Regions from separate parts of the Sus scrofa genome. Here region 1 is linked to region 2. A link is a contact called in public HiChIP or PLAC-seq data. All regions are on one chromosome and are shown on one strand. The core of a region is the stretch at or near the end of the contact, and the rest is flanking DNA. Distances in the headings are between cores, read along the strand shown. Region 1 has its middle 150 kb from the start of NR3C1. Region 2 has its middle 23 kb from the start of NR3C1.

What was found. HiChIP or PLAC-seq counts read pairs in DNA pulled down with a chosen protein or histone mark.
Region 1: a contact with region 2 is called in an H3K27ac HiChIP or PLAC-seq map of alveolar macrophages, with 2.4 times the contacts expected there. The contact joins two enhancer-like sites. A contact is called at or near these places in 2 of 2 datasets of contacts at active chromatin or transcription factors (alveolar macrophages and skeletal muscle).

What each region holds. Positions count from the first base shown.
Region 1 is chr2:145,077,857-145,084,770 of Sscrofa11.1, reverse strand. No RefSeq gene overlaps it. Among named protein-coding and RNA genes, the nearest start is that of NR3C1, 150 kb to the right of the region's middle. Within about 2 kb of position 2,625, at least 2 of the 83 cell types and tissues checked have an H3K27ac peak or open chromatin away from gene starts, as enhancers often do. A contact at or near this core is called in alveolar macrophages, where this site is marked.
Region 2 is chr2:144,948,596-144,955,885 of Sscrofa11.1, reverse strand. It overlaps a transcript of NR3C1 not described here. Among named protein-coding and RNA genes, the nearest start is that of NR3C1, 23 kb to the right of the region's middle. Within about 2 kb of position 4,140, at least 3 of the 83 cell types and tissues checked have an H3K27ac peak or open chromatin away from gene starts, as enhancers often do. A contact at or near this core is called in alveolar macrophages, where this site is marked.

The sequences.
Region 1 (6,914 bases), core at 1,376-3,875, 130 kb before region 2:
TATTAGACGGCTAGGATTAATTCACATGAGTGAAATTTATCCTCTTCCTTCATTGTCTTTCAGCATCACCCAAAACTCTTATCATTTTTTAACTGAGATACAACGAACATATAAGATTGTGTGAGTTTAGGGTGTACAACACCTTGACTTGATACATTAATACTGCAATATAATCACCGTCATAGTGTAAGCTAACTCCTCCATTGGTCACACAATGATGTCTTTTTTGTGGTGAGAACATATAGGAGAACACTATAATCTCTTAGCAACTTCAAAATACATGATATGGTATCCTTAGCTATAATCACAATGCTATGCATGCATTTGATGTCCAAAATTTATTCATCTTTGTACTCTTTGACCAACATCTTCCCAACTCTTATACACCAGGACCCTGGTAACCATCATTCTACTCTCTGCTTCTCCAAGTCCTGCTTTTTTAGATTCCACAAATAAGTGACATCATACAGTATTGTCTTTCTCTTGTCTGACTTCTCTCATTTGGCATAATACCCTCAAATTCCATCCACATTGTCACAAATGGCAGGATTTCCTTCTTTCTCATGACTGAATAATATTCCATTGTATATGTGTACATATATACCACACCTTCTTGATCTATTCATCTGTTGATGGACACAGGTTGTTTCCATATTTTGACTACTGTGAATAATGCTGCAGGAAACATGGGAATGCAGATACCTCTTCAATATCTTATTTTCATTTCCTTTGCATGTATACCCAGAAGCAGGATTGCTAGATCATATGGTAGTTCTCTTTTTAATTTTTTGAGGAACTGCCATACTGTTTTCCAAGGTGGTTGCACCAATTTACATTCCCATGGTGATTACACAAGAGTTCCCTTTTATCCACACCCTCCTCCAACCTTATCTCTTATCTTTTTGATAATAGCCATTCTAACAGGTGTGAGGTGATATCTCATTGTGATTTGATTATAATTTCCCTGATGATTAGTGATAATAATTTAAGTACCTTTCCATGTATGCATTGGCCAGCTGAATGTCTTCTCTGGAAAAATCTCTACTCAGTTCCTCTGCCTATTTTTCAGTCAGTATGTTTTTTGTTATTGAGTTGTATTAGTTTTTCCTATATTTTGGATATTAATCCCTTATCAGAACTATGTGTTACAAATATTTTCTCCCATTCTATAAGTTTCCTGTTTATTTTGTTGATTGTTTTATTTTCTGTAGAGAAGCTTTTAAGTGTGATGCAGTCCTACTTGTCAATTTTTGCTTTTATTGTCTGTACTTTTGGTGTAATATCCAAAAAAATCACTTTTTACCCTATGTTTTCCTCTAGGAGCTTATATCTTCAGGTCTTATATTTAAGTCTTTAATTAATTTTGAGTTAATTTTGATGAGCGTGTAAGGAGTTTAATTTCTTTTTCTGCATGTGGTTATTCAGTTTTCCCAACATCACTTTTGAAGAGACTGTCCTTTCCCCATTGAGTTTTCCTTTATCCCCTTCAAATTTAGTTGACCATCTATGAGGGGGTTTATTTGGAGGTCCTATGATTTTGTTCTGCGCATCTATTTTTATACCAATACCACAGTGTTTTGATTGCAGTGGCTTTGCAGTATAGTTTGAAATCAGGAAATGTGATGCCTCCAGCTTTCTTTTTCTCCACAAATTGAGTACAGAAAGAATATACTCCAACATAATAGAGGCCATATATCACAAACTCACAGCTAATATCATACTTATTGATGAAAGGTTGAAAGCATTTTCTTTTAAGATAGGGAACAGGCAAGGATTCCCACTATCACCTTTTCTTAATCAACATAGTAATGGAGTTTTAGGGCAATCAGTCAAGAAAAAGAAATAAAAGGCATCCACTTGGAAAGGAAGAAGTACAATTGTCTTTAGTTGCATACCGTACAATCAAATATAGAAAATTCTGAAGACTCAACCAAAAAATTGTTGAAATTAAGCAATGAATTTAGTAAAGTTATGGAATATAAAATGAACATACACAAATAAGTTGCATTTTTATATATTAATAATGAAATACAAAGTAAAACAAATATGATAACCACATTCACAATAGCATCAAAATTAATAAAATACTTAAGAATAATTTTTAACCAAGAAAGCGAAAGGTCTGTACAATGAAAACTATGAGACGTTGATGAAAGAAATTGAAGAATATGCAAACAAATGGAAAGTTATTTCATGTCTGTGGAGCAGAAGAATTATTATTGTTAAAATGTCCATAATGGAGTTCCCTCTGTGGCACAACAGGTTTGGTGGCATCTGTGGAGCACTGGGACACAGGTTCGACCGGCACAGTGGGTTGAGGATCTAATGTTGCTGCAACTGTGTTACAGATCGCAGCTCTGGCTTGGATCTGACCCCTGGCCCTGGAGCCCCACATGCCATGGGGCGGCCGAAAAAGAAATGTCCATACTACCCAAAGTCATCTATAGATCCAGTACATTCTCTTTAAAATTTCTCAGATTACTAATAATTTGAAGCATTACTTCTCTTCACATGTGTAGTCATAATTCAAGTTTCCTCTTCTGTAAATGGCCTTCCTGTATCCTTTGACTACTTTCCTATTGGGGTTGCTGCCCTTTTTTGGTTTGCAGAAGTTACTTGTGTTATTCATGCAGTGGGGTTTTGACATTTTGAGTATTTTTCTCCTATTTCCTTCTGTGTAATAGATGTGTCCATGGTGACCTCTTTGAACAGGAAGCCTTAACGTAGATAAACTCAGAGTCATCAGTACTTTGCCTTAAGATTTTTGCATTTGAAATTTTGCTTGAAAAGATTTTCCCTGCCCTTGAGTCACCAAGATATCCTCCTACATTGTGCTCCATTAACTTTATGGTTGTACTTTTTTCTCTTAAGTCTTTAATCCATGTGGAGTTCACATTTGTATGATATATGAGGCAAAGATCCAGTTTTATTTCTGCCTCTATAGTGAGCCAGTTTTCCTAAAGTAAGCTGCTAGGTACTATTTGTAATATCCTCTTCATCATATTTTGGTTTCCACATACACATATGGATCTGTATCTGAATTCTCTGTCCTATTTCATAGGCCTATTTATCTGCTTTATTGTTTGTTTGGTTTTTTCACCAATGCATCACTGTTTTTGTTACTATGGCTTTGTTATATGTTTCTATATCTAGAAGGACAAGCTCCCTTTCTATTTATTTTTTAAACTTGACTTAGCCATTCATAAACTCTTATTCCCCAAAAAGAATTTTAAAGCAAGTTGTTATCACATTCCTCAAAAAAGTCTAAGAAGAATTTTTGTTGGAGTTGCCTTGACTTTATCAATTAAGTGGGAGAATTGATGCCTTCCTAGTATAATATTCAGTTGGCTCATCCAAAAGCATAGAATTTTCTTCATTTATTCAGATCATCTTTTATGTCCCTTATCAATATTTTAAAGTTTTCCGTTTTCTCTGTAGATATCTTATACATTATTGATTAGGATAATTAATTAACTCTTACATGTTTAATTTCTTGATAGTGCGAATGATGTATTATTATTTATTATGTCTTCTGAATGGCAGTTGCTACTTCTAAAAAAAAATTGATCTCATAGTCAAAGATCTCAGTTCTTTCTCTTACTGGTTCTATTAGTCTGTCTTTTGAATCTGTTGGGTTTTCTAGATGAATGATCATATCATATGCAAAGGAAGATAATTTTATCTCTTACCTTCTCTATTAGTCAGCTCTCACTAAGTTATGCTACCGAACAATCCCCAAAGCTCAATGACTAATAACAGTAAAACCTTATTTCTCACTCATGTAACATGTTGAATATATGTTGTCTTCAGCTCTGCCTTAATCAGGGACATTCCATCCTATACCAGAGAAAAAGCACTAGGCAGCCAGCTAATCCACACAGTGGCTCAAAGCTTCTGCTGAGAACTGGCGCAGCATCAAATCCATTCACATTCATTGGCAAAAACAAATCCCATGGTAAAGCCTGATGACAACAGGGTTTTAAGCTCTGCAAACTACATGGCAGTGGCCAGGCAAGTGTGCCTTCCCTTGCAGGGAAGTGGGTAATAAATGTGAAACTGGAGTTCCCATCGTGGCACAGTGGAAACGAAGCCAACTGGGAACCATGAGGTGGCGGGTTTGATCCCTGGCCTCGCTCAGTGGGCTAAGGATCTGGCATTGCCGTGAGCTGTGGTGTAGGCCGCAGATGTGGCTTGGATCTGGCATTGCTGTGGCTGTGGTGTAGGCTGGCAGCTGTAGCTCCAATTCGACCCCTAGCCTGGGAACCTCCATATGCCACAGGTGCAGCCCTAAAAAGACAAATAATAAAAAAAAAAAATAATTGTGAACCAGAGTATAATCTACCACCCCTTCTAATCCTCATTGTTATTATTTCTTTGTGTTTTCTTTAGCTTTTTTCTGCTTTTTGCTTTTTAGGACCACATCTGAGGCATAAGGAAGTTCCCAGGTTACAGGTTGAGTCGGAGCTGCAGCTTCTGGCCTATGCCACAGCCACAGCAATGTGGGATCCAAGCCACATCTGTGAACTATACCGCAGCTCACGGCAATACCGGATCCTTAACCACTGAGCAAGACCAGAGATTGAACCTGCATCCTCATGGACACTGGTCAAGTTCATTATCCGCTGAGCCATGACAGAAATTCCAGCTTCTTTTTTTTTAGCCAACTTCTAGTGATAATAGTAACCATCTTTGTCTTACTTTTATCTTAAAGAGAATGAATCTCAAGTTTCTCCATTTAGTATAATACTTACTATAGGTTTTTAGAATAAATAACCTTTATCAAGTTAAGAAATTCTCTGCTATTCCTAGTGTAAGAGTTTTAATCAAAAATCTGAATAGAATATTATCAAATGTGTTTTTATCATGATTGATATCATCATATAATTTTCTCAATTAGAATGTTAACATACTAACCTATATATGTTAATTCCTATATATATATGAATTTCCTCTGTTGAGACATCTTGTATGCCTGATATAAGCTGTATTTATCTTAATGTATTATTTTTAAATCTACAGTCAGATTAGTTAATATTTTATCTAGGATTTTTGAATCTATGTTAATAAGTAAAATTAGTCTATTTTTATGTATTTTCCTTATCTAACTTTGGACTAAGGTTTTGCTAGCTTCATAAGGTGATATATGTAGATTTTTCTGTTTTCTACTTGCTAAAAACTTGTGTGAGGTTCAAATGAATATTCCTGAAAAGTTTGGTAGAACTTTCCACTAAAACCATCTGGGCCTGAAGTTTTTTGAGAAAAACAAGTCTTTCTTTATCTTTTCAAATCATTCAGTACACACTGATGTAGTCAAATTCTCTATTTCTTTGCTATACAAGTTTTGGATTTCATCATTTATCTAGGAATTTATCCATTCTAAACAAGTCTTCAAAATTATTAGACTATAACTGATCATAAAAACGTATTATTATGGTGAATGGAAATATAGCAAAATGTTATAAATTATCTCCAAGAGTAGGATTAAAGGTAGTTTCTATGTTTTAATTCATTCCATGTTCTTTTTGCTATAGTCTGAATCTTTTACACAGATGGGATATTGCTTTTATATAATCAGAAACTTATCCTGTTTCTCATGTGCACACTGAAATGAATCCATAAAATTTACCTAATTTCAGAAGGTATTTTCAAACACCCATGCCCCATTGGGAAGTGGATTTTGGTAAATTCTCAAGCAGACTTGCGTTCTCAGACTCTAAATCTATCTGTGAACAAGTAGAGCTCTTCAAGGAGGGAACCATAGCCTGTATGTGGCCCTGAATCTCCCTGAGCATTTTCACTAGTTTGTAAGTAGTAATAATTAATAGGGACTATTTGGCCTTCTTGGGTTTAAACCAATATATTTTATATAAAGGGACATTTTAACATAGTTAATCAGATGGGTGCATTTTTTTAAAAAAATTTCATTATAGTTAGTTTACAATGATCTGTCAATTTCTGCTGTACAGGAAAGTGATCCAGTTATACATAAATATTTTCTCATAATATCTTCCATCATGTTCCATCACAAGTGATTAGATATAATTTCCTGTGCTATACCGCAGGACCTCATTGCTTATCCACTCCAAATGCAATAGTTTGCATCTACTCACCCCAATCTCCAGTCCATCCCACTCCTTCCCCCTCCCACTCCTTCCCCCTCCCACTTGACATCCCCAAGTCTCTTTTCCATGCCCATCAGTTTGTTTCTGTTCTGTAAATAGGTTCATTTGTGCCATGTTTTAGATTCCACATATAAGTGATATAAGGCATTTGCCTTTCTCTTTCTGACTTACTTCACTTAGTATGAGAATCTCTGGTTCCATCCATGTTGCTACAAATGGCATTATCTTGTTATTTTTATGGCTGAGTAGTATCCCATTGTATACATGTACCACATCTTCTTAGTCTACTCATTTGTCTATGGAAATTTAGTTTGTTTCCATGTCTTGGTTATTGTGAATTTTGCTGCAGTGAACATAGGGGTACATGTATCTTTTTGTTTTGTTTTGCTCTGCTTTGCTTTTTTTAGGGCCTCACCCAGGGCATGTGGAAGTTCCCAGGCTAGGGGTCAAATCAGAGCTACAGCTGCCAGCCTACGCCACCACCACAGCAATGCAGGATCCGAGCCATGTCTGCAGCGTACACCACAGCTCACAGCAATGCCAGATCCTTAACCCACAGAGCAAGGCCAGCAGGATGGAACCTGCATCCTCAGGGATCCTAGCTGGATTTATTACCGCTGAGTCAAAACAGGAACTCCAAAATAGGGATGCATGTACCTTTTTGAATGAAAGTTTTGTCTGGATATATGTCCAGGAGTAGAGTTGCTGGATCATGTGGTAGTTCTATATTTAGTTTTCTGAGGAACCTCCATACTGTTTTCCACAGTGGTTGTACCAATTTAAATTCCCACC
Region 2 (7,290 bases), core at 2,891-5,390:
GAAGTGTCTGGGAAGGAAGGTAGGTGGTGTTTTTTTCATGTCCACTCTACAGATGGGTAAAGTGAGTTGGAACGGGAGTCAAGTGACTTGCTAAAGATCACCCAGAGGTCAGAGCTTCGAAAAAAAAAATAATTTTTTTATCGCAGGACGGATACCATGTGCTGAATAGTTTAAACCAAAAAGGAAGAAGATATTCTTATCTAAAAAAGAAATGTGAGTTTCTCAGTTTCATTTATTCAGCGAGTGGGGGCCAGGTACTATTCTAGGCAACGAGGCTATAGCAGCAAACCAAACAAAACTCACATGGTGCTTACTTACGTCTAGATAAGAGAGCCAGACAATGCATCTTTTTAAGATACATAAGGTGTCAGATGAAAACTGCGATGAAGAAAATGAAAACAGAGAGGATGGGAAGTGCTGAGAGGGGGCTGTTTTAGACTGAGTGCGGTGGGGGTTCCCCAAGGAGGTGGCATTTGAGCAGAGGTCTGAATAAAGGGAAGGAGCTCATTATGTGGATACTGGGGAGCCGGGTGAGGGTGGGGGTTGGTGGGTTGTCTTTGGGTAGGGGAACAGCAAGTAGAAAGGACGGTGCTTGGCAAGTTTGAGGAACGGCAAGGCAGGCAGTGTGGCTGACTCTGATGCCAAGTGAAACAAGGAGCTACTGGGGCTTTTAAGCCAAGGACCTGCCATGACCCGGCTTAGTTTTACCAGGATCCCTCTGGCTGGCGTTTGCTCTATAGAAGCCAGAAGACAGTCAGGAAGCTGTTGCCATCCTATAAATCAGAGAGGGTGAAGCCTGGTCGGGGTGGAGCTGGTGTAGGTGTTCTTTTCAGCACAGCATCTCAAGGGGGAGTCTGTGGGATGGGCTGAGGGATGGGAGATGGCGTGTGACAGAAAGAGAGACTTGCAGACCAGAAAACGTAGCTGAGCTGTAAGTCCCTTACAACCTCATATTCCAGGATACCCATCAGGGCCAAAGAAAACACCCTTTTCTTGGACACTTGGCCTTTTGGCCTAGAAAGATGCCTTGCCCCGGTTTCTAGTTGAGAGGCCAGGGCGTGTGAGCGGCCCTCTCTGCTCCCCAGCGTCTTGGCTGTGAATTAGGGACGGTCATGTCTATTCCACCATCCTCAGAAGGAACTCTGGCGTTCAGGCAGCTCAGGCTTAGGGATTATTAGCTATGTCATAGTCACCTTCAGAGTTAACTTTATGAGTCAGCTGAGTTGCCTTTGGGGCATCGTTAATAGATTCCAGGAAGCTCCTCTGCCCAAAAGTCTCCCTCTAGCAGCCTCTCATGTTGAAAGAATTTCACAATTAGCCTGATTCTGCCCCATTCAGGCACCGTGGACCCCAGACGTCCTCCTTTAAAACAGAAACTCTAACGCAAGCTACTGTCAGTTATTTGCCATTTTAGATGAATTTGCATACCACGTCACCTTCCTGCCATGAGAGCTGGCTTCAGCTTGAATGGGAGGAGGGAAAGAATAAATAGGGGTAGGGGGTGTCACCGTTGGGGAGCTGCTAAGTATACCGCAGGCAGATTGAGGAGCTCCCTTGCCGGGACAGCCTCTGAAAATAAAATGTCTGTGGTGATGTATTATCCAGATTTGCCTCACAACATGGTGTTTCTCTCATCTAATGAAAAATGGAGTCCTATTAGGGCATCTACTTGAAAGAATGACAGCAATACTGTGGAAGCGAACTGCTCCAGAAGGATGCTGAATTTGTAGAGAATCACATGCCTTCACAGACCTTTGGCTTGCTTTGCTTAAACAAACTTGCCCCAAGGATTGCACACCTCTCTAATTCTGAGTGTTCCCTGCTTTACATCAGCTTTTTAAAGAGTCTTTTCCCTCTAAATACTTCTTGAAGTGCCATGGGGTACTGACATGTAGTCAGAAATAATTGAGTGGGGTGTCCCCACCATGGCAGGAATCCATGGAGCTGGGCTTGGGTGCTTCCACAAAGGTGCCCTTAGGACCAGAAGTCTGTCCCCATTGCCCTGGCTGTCACCATGACCACTGCCTCAAATCCTGCTGGTGAATTCGGAATACCTGCCAGTGCCCTAAACTGGAAGCCCTTGTCACCTTCCTGCTCAGCAAAGAGAGAACACACAGGGTGACATTCAGCCTGAAGTTCCCCAGCAGATTTGCTCTACTTCGTGGGGCTTCCTTGGCTCCCTTGGAGGTTCAGGGGCCAAGCAAGACACCTGTTTACCCACTCTTGACAGTTCTTCCCATGCTCTGTGTCTCCACCTTTGAAACTCTGCTGCTGCCTCCTCTGCGCTACGACCACCTCCTCAAGGAGGGGCATCTCTGTGTCCAAGCCAAGGTCACCAGGATTCAAAGGCAGAAAATGCCACTGCTGTGGCACACCCACTCAGGGACCCCACCTCAGAGTTACTGGAGTCCCAGTATCTTCCTACCACTGTAGGGGCACCATTCTTCCAAGTCACATCCACTGCGCCTTTCTCCAAGGCTGCAAATGTCCCCCTGGGCACCTGGGTCAGGACAAGTTCTGGGATCCACTGAGAGACCACCTGTAACCCCCACTCTCCACAAATGTCAACCTTTACTCCTGGGACTGCAGTGCCACTTTCCCTCTTCCCTGAAGACACCCGCCCCTCTACCATCCACCTCCATCAGGGAGCAGGCTCATTGTGCAGGCTCCGGTTTGCAGTGCATGGATAGCCAGGGTTCCGGTCTTTGCTCTGGAGGTTCCTAAGCCCTCCTGTTGAAAATCAGTAGAGACAAATGAGTGCATTGGGAAAGGGAGTGCTCTACCTTCCTCCCTCAAGCTCCAGAACCACTGTTTACACCCAGTCAGTCCTGGACTCTCTTGATCTAAGCCACATCTGAACCTCTTCCCTTTTCTGCCCTGAAGAGACAAGAAACAGTACCTCCCATGAAGCTCCAAAGACTAAAACCTCATCTCTCCTCCCCACATCTCTGCTCAAGCAACATTGTAAATGGTTGAATTCACATATTTAGCTGATACCAGCGGTGAACTGGGAGTTCCTAAATGAAAATCAGAATTATTTACAAGTTCAAAATGGGGAGGTGTTTTTAGTGGTTGCATGTAAATGCTCAACACTCCCAAACAGGGTAGGACCTTGCTGAGGAGACAGGCTGTGAAACATGGGCTACCAACATCTTTCCTCAAGATAACATGCACTGTGAAACGTTTCTCCTTCTAGAAGTAATACTTATTGGAGGAAGTAGAAAAGTACGGGAAGATATATTAAAGGAAATAATCAACGGTCTACCATCCACTTCTGAAAGGGAACCGTGGGTGATAGTTTAATCCACTTCCTGTGAAGTTATGTAACATAAACTCATTTCATTTTAGAAAACATAATCTAATATAAAGGCGTGAAATACATAAAGGTATATTTTAAAAAGATAGTAGTATTGTCTGTGTTTTGTATACACACAACCTACACAAACTCATATATAAATAAGTATGTATTTTCAGTAAGTATAATAAGTGCACACACACTTATTATTTTATTGTGAGCATTTACTCAGGCGATTAGGAAATGATGATTTTGCATAGCAGCATTCCATCTTGTGGGTGCAACAGAATTGATTGAACAGTCTTCCCATTGGTTGATATGAGGTCACTTTCCAGTTTGTTATTAGCACACAGTGCCTCCTCTCTTATCCCTAGGGAGGTAGGGCATATTCTTAGGAGCATAACTTCTTTCTCAAGGGATATGTATTTGGCATTTGGGGATATGAGGCCATGCAGACAGCCGGTGGTCCTGTGGTACCTGGGTTCTAGGCGTGTGGTGGGGCTAGAGAGCAGGTGGCTGCTCATAGGTCAACTTTTGCTTCTCTTTCTGATGGGGGGGGATCCAGACACCCAGTTCCTAATGTTCCTCTCAGTTGAAGTGGATGCATAACCTGGTCACATCATGTACCTTTCCCGCTTCAGTTTCCTTATCTGGAAAACTAGAACAATCTCATCTTTTTGTAAACTGTAAACTACTATACAAGGATGCGGTATTAGTTTAAGCAGACGACGTGCTAATAGAGCTACAGCAAATTCATTGGTGCTCCGCCTCAGAAAGCTGGTTTTGCTGTCTCGATCCACCGTTCATCACTAATTATTATGCAACTTAGACAAGTTACTTAACTTCTCTTTTCCTCCACTTCCTCTTCTGTAAAATGGACAGCAAAAGCACTTACCTCATAGGTAAGGATTAGGTTAGGTCATGCACTTGAAGCATATCATATACATTGGTTACTACTATTATTATTATTATTATTGTTATTCCTTATTATTAGGCAGTGAATTTAGACAGCGTGAAACTGGAAGGTCATTGACCTCCTGTTGAATGTTCTTGAAGCACTGGTGGTGGGAGGATGGCTACGTCAGGTAGTTACAAATGTTATCAAGATACCAGAGTCACTTTCTTCAAAATGCCAGTCAAATGAGTAAAGTCAGTGTTTTTCAAAATGTGCGCCAGAGGTTATCAGCTGTGCAGTGAGTCCCAGGGACCTAGTGGGGGCCATGTGCTAATCATGTCCCAGGTCCCCTGCAGTCAGCTGTTACTGTGTGATCTTGTGGGCTGTGTAGTCTCCGTCTCAACCACCCACCTCTGCCACTGCTGCACAAAAGCCACCGTAGGCAATATGCAAACAAACGCATGTGCTGTTCCCCAGTACAACCTTACAGAAACTTGCTGTCCTTTGCCAGCCCCTGGATTAGAGCTTGGCAAGCAAGGAAGAGTTGGGTCACATTGTCAGAAGGGCAGAAATTGCTGGATAGGAAGGACCCTGTGGACCTTAGCGTGAAGTCTGCTTTTCACCTGAAGAGCAGGAGGAAAGTCTTTCAGAGGGCTTTGCAAAGGGTATGACCTGGTGTATGTAAACCCAGCCCTCATTCAACCAGTATTTCAGCTTTTTAGCACCATGTGAACCCCTGGTCCCACTTTATTCCTTCCTCTGTGGCATCTCCTCCTGGGGAAATTCAAAGCAAGCTTCTACCTAAGAGAGTATCTTCAGCAGCCAGATGCCGAGGCACCTCTTGAAGCCCCACTGATAACCTCAGCCTTAGTGCTAATCTGCAGGCAGAGTTGGAACCCCAGATCTCAGTCCACACCCCTCTCCTCCTGTCAGATTTACACTAAATTCAAGAGATTAACATAGTAAGTCAGAAGCCCAGCTTAGCAACTCTCAGTGAAAAACAATCGCCCCACTGACACGCCTGCGCTGCAAGAACACAACAGGAGCCAGCATCGTCATGGTTGGCATTTGTTAACAGCGTGCTGAGCAGAGCGCGAGGCCCTTAACGTGATAACCTCGTGTAATCCTCACCACACGCCTATCAGGTAGGAACTGTGGTTAAACCCCCTTACGGAGAAAGTCAGAGAGTAAGTTGTGAGATGACAGATCTGGTGAGTGGTATTGCTGGGCACTGAATCATGTGGTATAAATCAGAGCCTGGGCTCTTGGCTGCTGCAGCTCGGTGTCCTACAGAAGGCAGATGTGCTCTGAAGGCTGGGGGTGGACGCTGAATCCATGAGGGGAAGAAAGGCAGGAACTCCAATTTTAAGGTGCACCCGATTCACCGAAGAGTGATAATGCCAGCCGGTCCTCAGCTCAGCAAGTCCTTTGGTCACCACCCTCTGCCCACCTCCACACTGACCATGGCCTCCTACCCTGGGGACAGGAATCCCCACATCCTGTTCTCTCCTGGATGGAGCCTGAGAAAGCACGGCTGAGTTTTGTTTTGCCAACTTCTTTTTCCTTCTGTATCTAGCCTTCGCGGCCGTTCTGCCCCTTTAGATGACTTTGCATCTATTTTATGTGAATTTCATAGTCAAACTATGAGAGTAATTCGTTCCACCCCACCCCGCCATCAGGGCCGTCCCAAGGTGGATTAGTCATCGCCACCTAGTAAGATGCAGAGGGCTTATTTATATCCTCACTGTTGAAGAAGGAGGAGGGGGAGGGAGAGGGGATGAGGAAATAAAAGAAAGAAAAACGGAAAGGAAAGAAGGGAGGAAGACGGGAAGAAAGGGGGGAGAGAGAAGCCATATCCGGCATGGACTGGTCAGTAAGAACACAGTGTGTCCCACTAAATAATGAAAAGCCAACACTGCAGACCAAGGCTCTTCCTCGAGGGTAAGAAATACGACACTTGGCAAGGTGTGCTCCAGAGCTCACCGAGGTGAGCGTCTTAACGCCTGATCTCCTGCAGAGAACGCAGAAATGAAGGGAAAGACCTGCTCTGGTAACGAGACAGGGCCCGTGTGAGGTATGCATTCCATCCCCACAAACAAGTCAAATCCTACACTCGCTAGCATGGATGCTCCACCCACCCAACAAGTGAGGTAGTGGTGGTGGGTCTTCACCGGGAAAGGCAGGAGTACACGGGAGCTCCACAGGTAGCCCAGATCACAGCTGCTGAGGGCACCGCAAGAGCCTGTCCATCTCTCAAAATGACGAACTTGTTCCTTGGAGGCAGGATTTGACCCACGAATTAGCGTACCCCAACGTTTTAACAAGCCTTGTTTTTTCCAAGTGCTGCTCCAATGAGCAGATGAGTTTTCATGTGGGAGTTTAAAATTAGCCAGAGTCGTAACAGTCAAGTCCTTTCCACTTAGCTCTCCCTTGATCCCTAACTGCTCTTGATCGTAATCTACGTGAACTTTGACTTCTCACCTAAACTGCAGCACGTGTGTTTTTACAGAACAAATATTAATGGGATAACTCCTGTGCTTTATTATTTTAGCTGATTTGTATCCATATATCAACATTCCAAAGACAATAGGAAGCATATGTTGTTGGCTTTTAGTAATTTTTTCTCTTTTGTTATTACACGTGACATAAACATCACATAACAAACTTCACCACTTTAAAATATACAATTCAGGAGTTCCCGTCGTGGCGCAGTGGTTAACGAATCCAACTAGGAACCATGAGGTTTCGGGTTCGGTCCCTGGCCTCGCTCAGTGGGTTAAGGATCCAGCGTTGCCGTGAGCTGTGGTGTAGGTCGCAGATGCGGCTCAGATCCCTCGTTGCTGTGGCTCTGGCGTAGGCCCATGGCTACAGATCCAATTAGACCCCTAGCCTGGGAACCTCCATATGCTGGGAGAGCGGCCCTAGAAAAGGCAAAAAGACAAAAATAAATAAATAAATAAATAAAATATACAATTCAATGGGTTTTAGTATATGCTTAATTTTGTACAGCCATCCTCACTATCTAATTTCAGAGCACTTCCATCACTCCAACAGTAAAAACCTGTTCCTATTAGCAGTCATCCCCAACCCCTTCTCCCCA